3 separate regions of the Hordeum vulgare genome follow, and all the other regions are linked to region 2. Evidence: chromatin contacts called from public Hi-C data. All regions are on one chromosome and are shown on one strand. Each heading gives the region's core, a stretch centred on a gene start, on an enhancer-like site or on the middle of the called end of the contact. The rest is flanking DNA. Distances are from core to core; before and after follow the strand shown.

Region 1 (4,804 bases), core at 2,101-4,600, 600 kb after region 2:
CACTTGCCTTTCGAGACCGAGCTATCCATGACCGAACTGGAAATGGTTCAAAGTTGGGAGAAAGGGGGAGCTTGAAGGTTGGAGCTTTGAGGGTTGAGAATGGAGACGGTGATGTGATATCTGGAATGTGTAAGGAGGTTGTGATGACGGTTTTCCATTTATAAATTGCTGAAATACCAAGAGCCCCACTACTGCGTCATGAGCTTCGCCATTTCCTGATAAAATCATGCGGTTATTGGCACGTGGGATGACCCAAATCATAAACCATATCCCTGGAAAAGAGGGACACGATCTTCGTAATGGGACGTGTCAGTAAAGACTATCTCGAACCGTGTTTTTGTAATGGGTCATTAGCCTTGACCAGCCGCGACCTTTCGTTAGAGAGGGTACCAGGCAAACACTATTCACGGTCGAACAGTTGGCTTGGAGGTTAAATTATATATATATAAATCGGCTAAAGGTAAGAAAGGGGGGAAGTCGCCTCGCAAGCTGAAAACTTTGGACACATAAAACAACTTGAGATCAAGACTACGGCATTGGAGGCCAGTTCGGGGGCTACCGAGGAAGTCCGAGACTAAGGAGTCCTCGGGTTGCTTACCTATTTCCATGGGCCGGACTCCTCGGTCGTTCTATCATCATTATTGGACTCCAGATAAATAAAGTAATGTTTTATTTAAGATGGACTCTTCCGAAGACTTGGCATGTACTCCATGGTCACGTAGTGATCGACATGTTCCCTCCTTGATTTATAACCGACTCGTGTAACCCTAGGACCCCTGGTATCTATATAAACCAGAGGTCTTTAGTTCGTAGGACAGATTAAGCTCATTACTCCTAGGGTTTAGACCACTACATACGATCTCGAGGTAGATCAACTGTGTATTCGGTACTCCACCATCAAAATAAACAAGAGCAGGACGTAGGGTTTTACCTCCATTGAGAGGGCCCGAACCTAGGTAAACATTGTCTCCTTTGTCTCATGTTATCCATTGATCCAAGATCCACAGTTCAGACCCCCTACCCAAGTTGTGCCGGTTTTGACACCGACTGCTGGGCTACGACGTGGATGATGTCGTTAACTAGGACGAGACAGTTGGTTGGGCAAACGGGGATGACGTTTCCCGGCTCCTCCTTCAGCCGGACAATGGGTGTGCCTCCCATGCACCTACTAGATCCGCTGCCGCTCGGAGGAGGAGCTAATCGGTGCCACAACTAGTGTGACGCATGGAGAGTTTTCCACACAGTTGCGCGACGTCTGCGACAGGAGTTCCGCTCCCCCGCCGCGTCTAGCTAGTTGGCTAAGAGCAAGTATAATAAGGTATAGTCAGCACGCTGTAAGGATTAAAGTATTATATTTTTGCTGAGTTGGATGAGAGAGAAGAGGAGAGAGAAGGGAAGCGGGTTGTAGATTAACAGTCGGCTATAGACGGGCTCCAAGAAACATTGTGAGGATGTAAGGTGGGTTATGTATTAATAAAGTAATACTTCTTAGCAACTTATTAATATACATGTTAATTGTTAGGTCGACTATATATGACATGGCAACTCCTTATAGCCAGCAGTTGGCTCGAAAAAGCACAGCGGCACCCGGGCTCCATTGAGGCAGTTATTTTTTTTACCAAAATACTATTTCCACACACTAAAAAAACTAAAAAAAGTATATACATAGATACGTATTTGTAATATACGCGTATAATTTTTCACTAATATTTATGCTCAGATGTAGCGTATACAAAAAAGACAAATACACAGATTAAAATGGGCCTTATTTTTGTTGTATTTGGACCAGATTTTTATCTTTTTTATGTAGCAGACAAACAACTGAACTACTTGATGAAACTTTTTGCATACTTAACTACCATGTATATGTATTTGTATAAAAAAATGATTTTTTTAAAAGCTTTTAAACATATATTATTTTTTCTGACATACCGGGCTTACTAGAGTCCGGTCTCTGCAACGCCATTCTCGCAGTTGGCTATACTATTAACCATGCTCTAAGCTCCGACACGATGGCATTAAAAAGGAGGAGAAGTGGCGCCGTGTAGGAGATGGGAGTGGGGGCGAGGATTCAAAGGATGGGCTTTTATAGCGGGGGATGAAGTCGTGTGGCTATCCAAACGATATCCTTGAGAACTGGAAAGCGGTGACCGTCATTAATGGCTTGGTGGTTACCGATCGCGTCATCCCACTCACGGTGATTAATCGGTACATGCTGATGTGTGTATGGGCGGTTCTGCGCTTCAAAAATCGAGTGACGCGGGAAGAAAGAAGTTAAAACTCCCCTCCCCTCCTGTTGTTGGCTAGTTTATTGAGCGAGCTCTATATTGACCTCCCTACCGTCTAAATATGGAAGCTAGGGGCCATTTATGAAGCAACCTTCATAATTTATGTCGATCTATATCTGACTTTGTTGGAGTGGTCGTCACAAAAAAAGACTTTGCTAGAGTGATATTTGGACCTAAAATCATCACACTCACAATTATTGTGGGACTTGCTAGAGTTGATTTTTTTGTTAAAAAGACCACCTAATGAGTGAAATTGTTAGAAAGGACCATCTCCGGATAATATTGGCACAATAGACCAGCTAGGTCATAGCGGTAGGTGCGTCAGCCGACACGGGCCATGGTGGCAGGGCCTGCCGCCACTCAAAACGGCGGCAACCTTTGTTGCATAGTATTTCGGCTGCAAAAACAGAACGGGTGGGCAAACTGGCACCTGCCACCACGCTCCATGACGGCAGCCCATATAAACAATCAGAGTGTATGTATTGCGTTGATGACCTTGTGCTCACACTTGTACTTGCATGCATATATGGGCCACACTCTGTATACCATGCAAACGACCACTCGAATTGATGTTGCTCACAGTTGCACTGTAGTCATATGCTTATCTCTTGCATGCATGAAGATTGAGTAAAATAAACACACGAACTAGTCATAAACACGGAAATGATGGTTCAATCGCGCGAAGGAGCAACACAAACTGCCGCAAGATAACATGGCGGTAGGGCCCACCGGATCGGCGTCGTTCCGTTTCAAACACGGGTAGCGTCTGAAATCCTGTGCAGCAAAGGCGTCCACCTCCGCATATGGTGATAGGTGGCATCTATCAGCGTACCGCTACGGTTGAGTTGGTCTTTTCTATTATTTTGATCTAGAGATGGTCCTTTGTAGCAATTCCACTTGTTAGTTTGTCCTTTTGATACCCTACAGTTCAGTTGATCTTTTCTATCATTTTGATCTAGAGATGGTCCTTTGTAGCAATTCCAGTCGTCAGTTTGTCCTTTTGATAAAAATTCACTAGAGTTGCTTAGTCTAGTTTTGGCATTTTTTTTTTCTTGTGTACAAGCTAGTCAATGAATAAGCTGACTCGCTCGAAGCCTCCGTGCCGCACTGAGCCACTGACCGGACTCACTCTGTCACTCAGCTCTCGCCTCCCCCAAGCTCCAACAGCCTCCGCCTCCGCCTCCGCCTCCATGGATCCCCGCGGCGCCGACATCCCGTGCATCGTCCAAGCCCTACCCTCCGTCGATCCCAGCGTGACCGCCTCTGACTCGCCCTGCATCGTCCAGGCCCTAGCGGCGTCCCCTTCCAAACCCCAGGCCCTCACGCCTGCGGCCAGAGACCAGCCGCCGCCCGCCTTCAAATCCTCCAGGCCCCCGAGCCCCCGCCGCACGCGCTCCGGCCGCGCGCCCGAGTGGACTGCCGCCGAGACCCTCGCGCTCGTTGCCGCGGTCGCCGCCGTGGAAGACGACGGCTGGGCCCGCTCCGTCTCCGCCTTCCAGAAGTGGGCCATCGTCGCGGAGAACATCGCTTTCTCCGATGCCGGAGGGGCGCCCTCGAGGCGCAGGGGGAGGGCGGCTGGCGAGTGCAAGCGGAAGTGGGAGGCGCTCGAGGCGGAGTACGGGGCGGTGCGGCACTGGGAGGCGCGGACCGGGGGGAAGTACTGGCGCATGGGTGCCGCGGCCAGAAGGAAGGCCGGGCTCCCAGCGGAGTTCGACGCCGAGGTGTATGGCATCATGGACGCTCTGATCCGGGTCGATGAGGCGCTCCTTGGCGGCGCCGGGGGAGGAGGGGGCGACGAGGTCTTGGCCAGTGCTAATGGTGACGGGGGCGGTGGTGGTGATACTGCTGAGGTGGGAGAGGAAGAGGGTGGCGGCGGTGGTGGTGATACTGCTGAGGTGGGAGAGGAAGAGGGTGGCGATGCTGGGGTTGAAGAAGAGGAGGAGGATAGTGCCGCGGAGGATGGTGACCGGAGTGAGGAGGAGATGCAGGTTGACGGTGGAAATGCGAATGCTTCTGATGATTTGGGTACAATTCTCCTCTCAATTTTTCTTTGCATGTTCACACACCTGACTTGATTAGCATGTGAGTATGAACCGGCTAGATGTTTTCAGTTGGGTGATCGTGTGCTCTGATTATGATATGTTGGAGATACTTAATGGTTTAGTAGTAAAGCTTGCAGCGTATGCCATATATTATTGCAACTTGACTATGTCAGTATTTGGTAGGAATGATTTGGCCAGTGGAGTACTATGCATCTGTACATGGATCCATTAACCAAATGTAAGAGCTGCAGTGAAGGTGATCTATAGGTGATGGATGCAAAAATGCCAGCACCAGAGTATTGGGGAACACATGCCTGTAGCCTGCTGTTCAGAGGAGGCTTATATTTTGTTTTCCTTTTTTTGGTGATATGGTAGAATTATGTTGCTTTCTTGCCGTGTCCAAACTCAGTGCCTGTTCTTCATGCTTGGATGGGCTCACATATCAGGGATTTTGTCATCATGACAATCCACAAT
Region 2 (4,618 bases), core at 2,079-4,578:
AGACCAGTATGTGGCTGATGTTGAGGCAGAACAGCCAGGGCAAGCCACTATACTATACAGCTCAACAAGATGTGATTTCCAAAACGAAACCACCAGCTGGATTGCTCATATGTTAAAGTGTCGCCATGATTATCATAAACTTTGGATCAAGTGACAGTGATTGATCCAATTGACAGGTTACCAACCAATCAAGAATTGGTGTTAAAACAAAAGCAAGAATTTTATGAACCACAATATAGTCTCCAGGCAACCAACACCGCAGAAATCAACATGACGAAGAACAATAGCACGCAAATGCGAAGCACAAACTTGCGCGAGTCCAAGAGCAAGCGGATATTATTAACACGGAAAAGCTCCATTAGGTCTTTGTTAGCATACAAGGCAACATCTATACGAAATTACTTTTACTTGAGGTGTGCAACTTACACAAGACAGAATGCGCACTGGTGAAGGCACACAGACCCCACGCACTGACAACGATGAACACAATGGCATTGCCTCTTTTCTTCATCCTTACCTGTTTTCTTCCCTAATGCCCGCTGCGATAACCTAACTTGCTTTAATTTCAGTCGGTGGTCATGGGTTCAGCAACACAGCAGCGGAAGCGCGCTTTACGGACATGGCTCACAACCTCCATCTCGGCGTTCTCAAGCATGCAGACGATCTCGGTGAATGGTGGGCGGACTTCAGGGTTTGCATCCCAGCAGCGAGTCATGATGTGGGTTAGGGAAGGCAGGCAGTCATGTGGGATTGCTGGACGAGCACCTTTATTTACAACAGCAAAAGCTGCCTGAACAGCTGTCATGTTTGTGAAAGGAAGCATGCCAGTTATAAGCTCCCACAAAACAATCCCGAAGCTATAGACATCAACTTTGTGATCATAAGGCCTGTGCTGGATCATTTCTCTGCACACAAAAAAGAACAACCACTACATCATCAATCATATACACAGCAGAAGGCTGAAATTTTGTCAAGAAATGGACAATAATAGAAGCAGCTTGTTGCTATGAGACAACCGAAGTGAAACACTTCTCTACCATTTCTCCATGTATGCAATGAGAATTTAGTACTCCGTCCGTCCCAAAATAAGTGCCGCTGACTTGGTACAAAATTTGTACTAATTTAGTTATAAATTTGTGACACTTGTTTTGGGACGGAGGGAGTAGATGCAAACAGAAAAGGGAACATTATCTGTTAGCTATGTTACTGGTATAATAGCCTGCCACTACCCTACTACCCCACTGTTGAGAAAATAGTTGCCAACTCTGCAATATTTCAATTTGGATTATGATGGACCATGCTTTGAAGTCTTGTTTTTTTTTTGGAACTGTGGCAGAAGGTTATTCCAACCTTCAAACGCTTCAGGGGTGCAGCAGAAGGCTGTTAGTCAGATGCAAAATTAAGATGGCACTAGGTACAGTAGATGACACTTCTGTCTTAACACAAGGCAACGACATGCACAATTTGAGTTATATGAGAATCTGGTGCGTACAATTGGAGCATCCAGGTACATTGTGGGGAGAAAATCTCTCTATGTACAGTTTGTAAATAACACTCTACAACAATAGATTATGACAACCGGTTGAATGTTGTACAGTAAAGGTTTGGCAACTGCATGAACGGATTCAGGATTTGGCATGTGCAAATAAATTAAATGACAAACACCATAGATTTCAAATGTTGAAGATAACTATCTACATACGAAACCAAACAACAACAGAACTTACGGTGCCATCCAGCGGTAGGTTCCTGTCTCTGGTGTCATCCCCTCTGTTTTCACTTCAATTCGAGCAACTCCAAAGTCAGCAATCTTAATGGATCTGTCTGCTGCAATAAGAAGATTATCCGACTTCAGGTCCCTGTGGATAAATCCCAACGCATGCACATATGCCATTCCCCTAGCAACATCCAATGCTTGTTTGACAGCCAGCCTCAAAGGTACCGACTTGTTTTGCCTTTTTGCCAGGAACTGCCTGACCGAGCCACCTTTTGCATACTCAGTAATAATGCACCACACAATTGACTTCCTGCAAGCACCTATAAATCTTACTATATTTGGGTGCCTTAGGGTAGATAACATCATAACTTCTTGCACAAACTGCTGTTCCAACGATTGTGCTCTCTCTATGTCATTGTCAGGCTTCTCCAGCAGCTTAATGGCAACATCTTCTCCAATATATGTTCCCCGGTACAGCTTCCCAAAGGCCCCTTGTGCAAAGGGAACCCCCATATCCAACCTCCCCAGATCAATGGCCCACTGCTGGTACTTGCTCAGTATCTCTGTTGGATGATTTGGGTCCATCAGAACCCTGGCCAATGCATCTTCATTCAGGGTGTGCGCAGCCACGCGGTTGGGGCGAAAGACGCTGTTGCCAACCGAATAGCTTGCGGTTGGGGCATCACGGAGGCCCGGGTGCTTAAGTATGACGGTACGGGACTCGTTCGAGCCCACGCTGCTGTTGTCCACTGACATGGTAATGGAGCCACCGGCGCAATTGGACAGGTTGTAGTTATCGGTGCTGTCGACAGACATGTGGGAGCCCTCCCCAATTTTCTGATAATAGGGCATGCTGAAGAAGCCATTGAACTCGTTCTCTTGCATCCCCTTGTCGCCACCGCCAACCATGCCATGAAACCTTGCCCCTTCAGCCATGTCAGAAGATCCAAATGCTACAATTCGAGCTGCTGCAGATTAACTGTACATCCTCAACTAAGGAACGCCCTCTTCCGTACACCCACCGAACCTACAATTATAGCAAGCTGAACATTAGAAATGAGTTATCAAGCATACGCAACATGTAATTCTAGTTTGAAAATGCCAAAATCACGTATCTTACAACCAAGAACATTTTCTGTAAATGACAGATGTAAATTTTTTTGCCCATTTTGAGAAAACTACATCTATACGCCACCCCTACACACGAACTTTAAGCCCTTCAACCTAGAAAACAAGAAAATTTTCTCGAAACCCTTCCCAGCTCGATCGGCCCTCCCTCCGAAATCCCGCAGCCAGGCGCGACAACCCGGCAAACGGTAAGGCGCAAAGAACCCATCCGTCCCCTAATCGCGCGAAAACCCAGCAATCGATCACCCGAAAAAACAACAACCGCGCGATTCGGGACCGAATTGGGCGTGAGGCGAGGCCGAACTTACCCCGGGAGGAAGCAGGCCGATCGGGCAGGCGGAGAGGGGCGGGATCGCGGGGGCGGAGGGGAGGAGAAGGATTCCGAATTGGCGTGTGGGGCTTGCTGCTCGGCGCTGGCTTTGCTTTTCTCCGGAGACCGGAGCAGAGACGACGACTCCAGAGTGGGAAAGTGGGGGGAGGGGTGGAGAGAGAGGGGGCGGAGGAAGGAAGTCGTTAGTGTGGCTGCCGTTTATGGTTTACACCCCGAGCTTCCGGGTTTCTTAGTTCAGTCCTTTCCTCACCCCCTTTGTTGCAAAAAACAGAAAAAATAGAAGTTAAGCCGTTGGATCTCGGATGGACGGCCTAGATTTGTCATGTGGAAGCCACTAGAAGGGCCTGATTTTAGTATAGGTGTTAGCCAGACGGTTTTCGACAAAACGATCAAAGATGTTCGACTGCTCTCCCGCGCGAATCTGGCGCATCCGTCCAAGATCCGATGGTCCATGTTTAAGTTTTTTTGTTTTTGCACCCTAAGAGATGCTTCTATTATAGTATCCTCCTTTGTTTTTCAATTCAATGGCGCGAAAAGTTTAATTTGCACCAATATACGACATGGTGAAAGCTAGAGCAAGAATGGTAATATATTGGTGGCAAGTTCATCTTCTTTCTTCTTCTCGAAAACGGAAAAGCCTCGTGCATCATTTTGTAATTGCATTGATGGTTTGTTCATCCTTTTTTCGAATACTCAGGCTGCGGTGTTTGAAGTTGCATTAATGGTTTGTTCATCTTTTCCCCTTGGAGCATGCATGGGCTTTATGTGTTGTATCATTAAGAAATGTAGAATCAGTTACAAGAAAGAGTGGTTGGAGGTGACAAAGACCGATCAAGACTGCTCACACTTGGATGTTAAACTCCCTACACCATGTGTTTGTTGACACACACAAGCCATATTGTCCACTCATTACAGATGCGCTTGGCAACCATGAAAGTTGATGAAGTGACATTATTGAAGGTGTGTCGACTCCATTCCTGCCAAATGAAATTCATGGTGAGGATGGTGAGAGAATTTAGCCCTTTACGCTTCACACCACCAGCGGAGGCTCTAACGACTATATATCATGACCAAGTTTACCGAAGGAGTGGGCCATGTCTCCTAATCCATGCGGTTGAACCTAAGAATAGAATGTTGGTGAGAAATAACACTCGATCATGAGTTTGTTACTGCATTTCAGCTTATGAAGGCAAAACTAGCAGGCCGATTGGTGTAGCATACACCCCGTGCTTGGAGACAATGTGAAGTCCAACACCAATTCTCGACGAACAATCAATCAAATAAATTCAGTCTAGGAGGTGCCTGAGAAGACTATAGTTCTCTGCACCCGCAATGTGCATCAATCTCAGAAAGAACACATAATATATCAACTTCATTGTGTATTGTCCAGGCCCATCTGAATCCATCAGAGGAGCTAGGGATGGACTAATGTTGAGCGCCCA
Region 3 (4,647 bases), core at 884-3,383, 980 kb after region 2:
AAAAGAAAAGACTTAGACGCCGTTTGGAATCGGTGTATTCTAACATATCCGTATTTGTTTTACAACTGTATTTTACGGATTATACATGATTTTCAATGAAAAATAAAAACGATAAATCATGATTTGTATATTTTACAGGTGTAATAGGGTTGAAAACGACAATCCAATCAATGCCTTAAAGCAAAATTTACACCGATCTCCATTTAGGATCCGACACATATACAATCAGTTAAGATTTAGCAATCCCGTTCTTTTTACTCACACGTTTTTATCAATGTATGTAAGTATTACTAATTGTTTCTCTTTTAAAAACAATACAGACGCAAACGCTTATACATGCTCATACACTTATCTTGTGAACTCACATACACATTGTATCTCTACTAGCATCTTTGAAAGAGTGAGTCGACATATCATTTTAAAATTTACGAAGTCATCGTAGACGTCTCCTCCTACTGAATGCGCATCGCCGTAAATTCTAAAATAAATTTAAAAATAAATGCGAGCAACAGGATTTTAATCTCGTGGGCTGGAAATACCATATTCTCTCTAACCATCCAACCACAGATTGCTTCACAATTGTTTGTTTATGTAACTAAGCATAGTAGTCTTTTTCCTTTAGTGATGAAAACTTCCGATCTACTCCATGTGTCTCATAACGTAAGACATTTGTAGTGTGAAAAAATGTCTTATATTATGGAATGGAGTAGTAAAAAAACATTAGAAGTAAAAAAATACATTCAGGTTCATAGATCACCTAGCGATAACTATAATGTATGTAAATAGTGCTCATTATTTGTTTGTGGATTAAGCCTGTGCTTTTCTTTCCCCTCTCGCAACGCGACTAAGCGAAAGCCTTACTTTCGAACTGAAAATGCTTTGACGATAAGAGCGGTTTTTCCCCCTCTCCTCTCGCGTCGCCCCCGAGGGTGATCGAGGAGGCAAACCCTAGCCGCTGGCTTCCTCCCCTCCCTCCGGCCCCCTTTCCCCGTCGTCGTCGACACGTGCCGCCCGGCAAAGCCCTTGTGGCGCCGGCGACGGCGGGCTTCCTCTCCCCTCCGCCTGGATCTTGGGGCTGGCGCGGGACAACCTGGTCGCGCGGAGGTGTCGTGCTCGCGTGGGGCCGACGATGCGGCAGCTAGCGCATGCAGCGACGGCGTGCTCCCGAGGGCGTGCGACGACACCGACATGGGCGTGGGTTCGTGGTGCGGTGGCTGTGCGCAGGTGGGGCATGCTCAGGGCTGGATGCAGCGAAGGCTGGATTTGGCCCGATGGGTGACGCGGGCCGCAGGTTCGGCGTGGGCTGCTGGGCAGGCAGCGGTCCTGTACCCTGGCAGCAGGTGCGGTGGTGGTGCTGCCCTTGGCGGCGGAGCGGTCTGCTAATCGACGATCTGGCAAGGTGGGCCGGTTCGATTTTCGGTGGGTCATCTCTGGTTGGTCTGGCGCGATACATGCGATGGGGGTGGCTGCTCCTGTGCTGCGTGTGCTGCAGCGCGACGGCGGGGGCTTAACGGGCGCAGATGAGTAGAGGGTCCAGCATGCCCCTGCAGCTGCGTCCGGTCTGTCTGCTACCACGTCTGTCTGAAAAAAGTTCATCGAATTTGGAAAAATAGTTCATCAATTTTTTTAAAACTTTCATGGAATTTGGAAATGGTTCATCAATTTTGAGGAAAGTCTCATCGATATTGGAAAAAAATTCATTGTTTTTGAAGGAAAAAGTTTGTCAATATGAAAAATGTTCATCAAAACTTAAGAAACAAATCAATAGTTTGAGAAACAAAACTCATCGTTTTCTAGAAAATAAGTTCACGGTTTTGAAAAAAATGCGCATTTAAGAAAAAGAAAGAAGAAAAGAAATTAACAATAACAAAAAAGTGACCCAGCTAACTGATGTACTAAAAATAATTAAAGGAGAAAAAGATGTTACAAAACACAATTACAGAGATGACACAGTGTTTGCTGTGGACCCTCTTAACCGTGAGGTTTTGAGTTTGAATCTGTCTACCGCACTTTTTTTCTTCGAGTCCTTAGCAGGAAATAAAGAAAACTTAAATGGGCGAGCTCGGTACGATAGTTTCGGATTCACGTCTCATGCGTCCACCGGGGAACTACTCCTACCTGCCGCTCTCTGCGGCAGGGAGTCCCTCCCACGCACAGGGCGACCCCCAACTGGGCCGGCCCAGTAGGCACATGATAATTGTAGCTTTTTTCTGCTTATTGTTTTTTCATTTTTGGGACGTTTTTCTTCCCGTGTTCCTTCTTTTCCTTTTTTATCAAAACGAACAAATGTTGAATTCTTTAAATCATTTGTTGAAAGCTTGAACGTCCTTGAAAACAGGGAGCAAATTTGAAAACACGAACAATTTTTTAAAGGACGACTATTTTTTGAATCTTGAGAACAAATTTTTCAACAAAGAATTTTTTTGGAAAATGCAGAACAGATTTAGGACCGCGACCAAATTTTTAAAGCATGAACATTTTTTGAATTTTAAGAATAAAATTTTGAAACAGAAAACAATTTTGAAAACCCACAACATATTTGGAAGCATGAACAAGTTTTTAAAAGCACGAAGAGTCTTTGAAATCTTGAGAACAAATGTTGAAAACAAGTTCATAATCGTAAACAATTTTTGAAAATATGAATATTTATAGAAAAACAAGAACATTTCACGAACAAACAATTTTAAAAATCCAGAACATTTTTTTAAAATCCAGAACAGTTCTTTGAAATTCTAGAACATTCTTTGAAAGCCAGAACATATTTATAAAAAGCAGAAACATTTTTAGAATTTGACAAATAATTTTAGAAAATGCAGAACATTTTTTAAAACTACAGACATTTTTTGAAAGAAAAAAGAAACCTTTGCCGAATTTTGAAAAACTTCTTTTGAAAACCCAGTACATTTTTTAAAACCCCGACATTTTTTGAAAGTCAAGAACATTTTTTAAGCAGAAATAGAATTTGAAGAATATTTTTGAAAAATCCAGTACATTCTTTGAAAATTGAGAACATTTTTCGAATTTGAAGAACAATATTTAAAAATCAAAACATTTTGCGAATATCCAGATCATTTTTGAAATTCTAAAACATTTTTTAAAATACAGAACAGTTTTCTAAAAAGCAATAATATTTTTAGAATTTGAAGAACAATTTTGGGAAATCCTGAATAATTTTTTGGAAAAGAGCAGAAACATTTTCCGAATTTGAAGACCATTTTTTGAAAATCCCGAACATTTTTTTGAAAAAAAACAGAAAAATAATTTGATGAACATTTTTTGAAATCCCAGTACTTTTTTTGAAAATCGAGAACATCTTTCTAATAACCATTTTTTCAAATTGAAGAGCAGTTTTTAAAAGACCATGAACATTTTTTCAAAATTAAGAAGATTTATTAAAAATCCAGAAGATTTTTTTAAAATCCAGAACATTTTTCTAAAATCCAAAATATTTTTATAAAAAGCAAAAACATTTTTAGAATTTGAAAATCCAGAACATTTTCTAAAAAATCAGAATATTTTTTGAAAATCCAGAACAATTTTTTGAAAAAAGACACATACATTTTCTAAATTTGAAGAACATTTTTTGAATACCGAGTACCTTCTTTGAAAATCCCGATTATTATTTGAAAAATCAGAACCTTTTTTTCAAAATCGACAACATTTTTTTGAAAAAAAGCAGAAACAGAATTTGAAGAACATTTTTGAAAACCCAGTACACTTTTTGAAAATCGAGAACTTTTTTCTAATAAGTAAAATACTTTTCGAATTTGAAGATCAATTTTTGAAAATCCTGAACATTTTTTTAAAATCCAGAACATTTTTTAAAGACCCACAACATTTTTGAAACGGAAACAGAAGAAAAAAGAAACATAAAAGAATAAAGAAAAAAAGAAAAACCGGTTCAAGGCACCTTCTAGAAAGTTTTGAAAACCGAAAAAACCGATTAAGAAAGTCTAGAAGGTTTCCAAAACCGGAATTCCCGCAACCGGAAATGGACCGGCCGAGATCGCGTCGCTTCCTCTTCATGTGTGTGCGAAGCCCTGACATGTTACGCAAAGAGCGGCAAATAGCATTTTCCCGTCCGCCGCTCTCGTGACGAAAAAGAAAACGATTCGTGTAGTGGATCAGGCCGTCTATATTAAGTGGTCCGCGGCAGGGCCTGGGCTCGGCTCGAAATCCTAGTTACCGGTCCCTCCTACAAGTTTCTCATAAACCTTGTATAAGCCTAAAAGCTTTGATCATCTCAACAAAGTGCATATTCCAACTCTGAGATGCTTACTCGAGTCCTTAGAAGGATCGCTAGAGCTTGCATGCTTGTTAGCATCCTTAGAATTGACAAAACCTTCTGGTTGTATCACATACAACCTTTCCTCAAGGAAACCGTCGAGGAAACAATGTTTTGACATCCATATGCAAGATGCAGCAACTCCTAACATAATTCCAACAGACTTTTAGCATCGCTATGAATGAGAAAGTCTCATCATAGTCAACTCCTTGAACTTGTCGGAAACCTATTTGCAACAAGTCGAGCTTTTCTTAAATGGTGACTTTCACCAACATTGTTTATCTTCCTTTTAAAGGTCAATCTGTACTCAATATTCTCATGACCATCAAACAGTTCTTCCAAAGTCCACACTTTGTTTTCAT

Evidence for each region. Hi-C and Micro-C count contacts between places; a contact is called where the count stands out from the background.
Region 1: a Hi-C map of seedling shows a contact between it and region 2, with 4 times the contacts expected there. The contact joins the promoter of LOC123403557 here to the promoter of LOC123404139 in region 2. A contact is called at or near these places in 1 of 6 Hi-C or Micro-C datasets (seedling) and 1 of 1 datasets of contacts at active chromatin or transcription factors (embryo).
Region 3: a contact with region 2 is called in a Hi-C map of leaf, with 4 times the contacts expected there. The contact joins the enhancer-like site here to the promoter of LOC123404139 in region 2. A contact is called at or near these places in 2 of 6 Hi-C or Micro-C datasets (leaf and seedling).

Annotation. Positions count from the first base shown.
Region 1 is chr6H:129,414,374-129,419,177 of MorexV3_pseudomolecules_assembly, reverse strand. LOC123403557 (trihelix transcription factor ASR3) reads left to right here and starts at 3,350. Exons shown (of 2, transcript XM_045097485.1): 1 at 3,350-4,313. The coding sequence starts at 3,359.
Region 2 is chr6H:130,011,827-130,016,444 of MorexV3_pseudomolecules_assembly, reverse strand. LOC123404139 (serine/threonine-protein kinase STY13-like) reads right to left here and starts at 3,328. Exons shown (of 3, transcript XM_045098063.1): 1 at 3,154-3,328; 2 at 1,728-2,744; 3 at 323-905. The coding sequence starts at 2,653. The coding sequence ends at 566.
Region 3 is chr6H:129,030,742-129,035,388 of MorexV3_pseudomolecules_assembly, reverse strand. No RefSeq gene overlaps it. Among protein-coding and RNA genes, the nearest start is that of LOC123403773, 140 kb to the right of the region's middle. Within about 2 kb of position 2,133, at least 3 of the 3 cell types and tissues checked have open chromatin away from gene starts, as enhancers often do. A contact at or near this core is called in leaf and seedling, where this site is marked.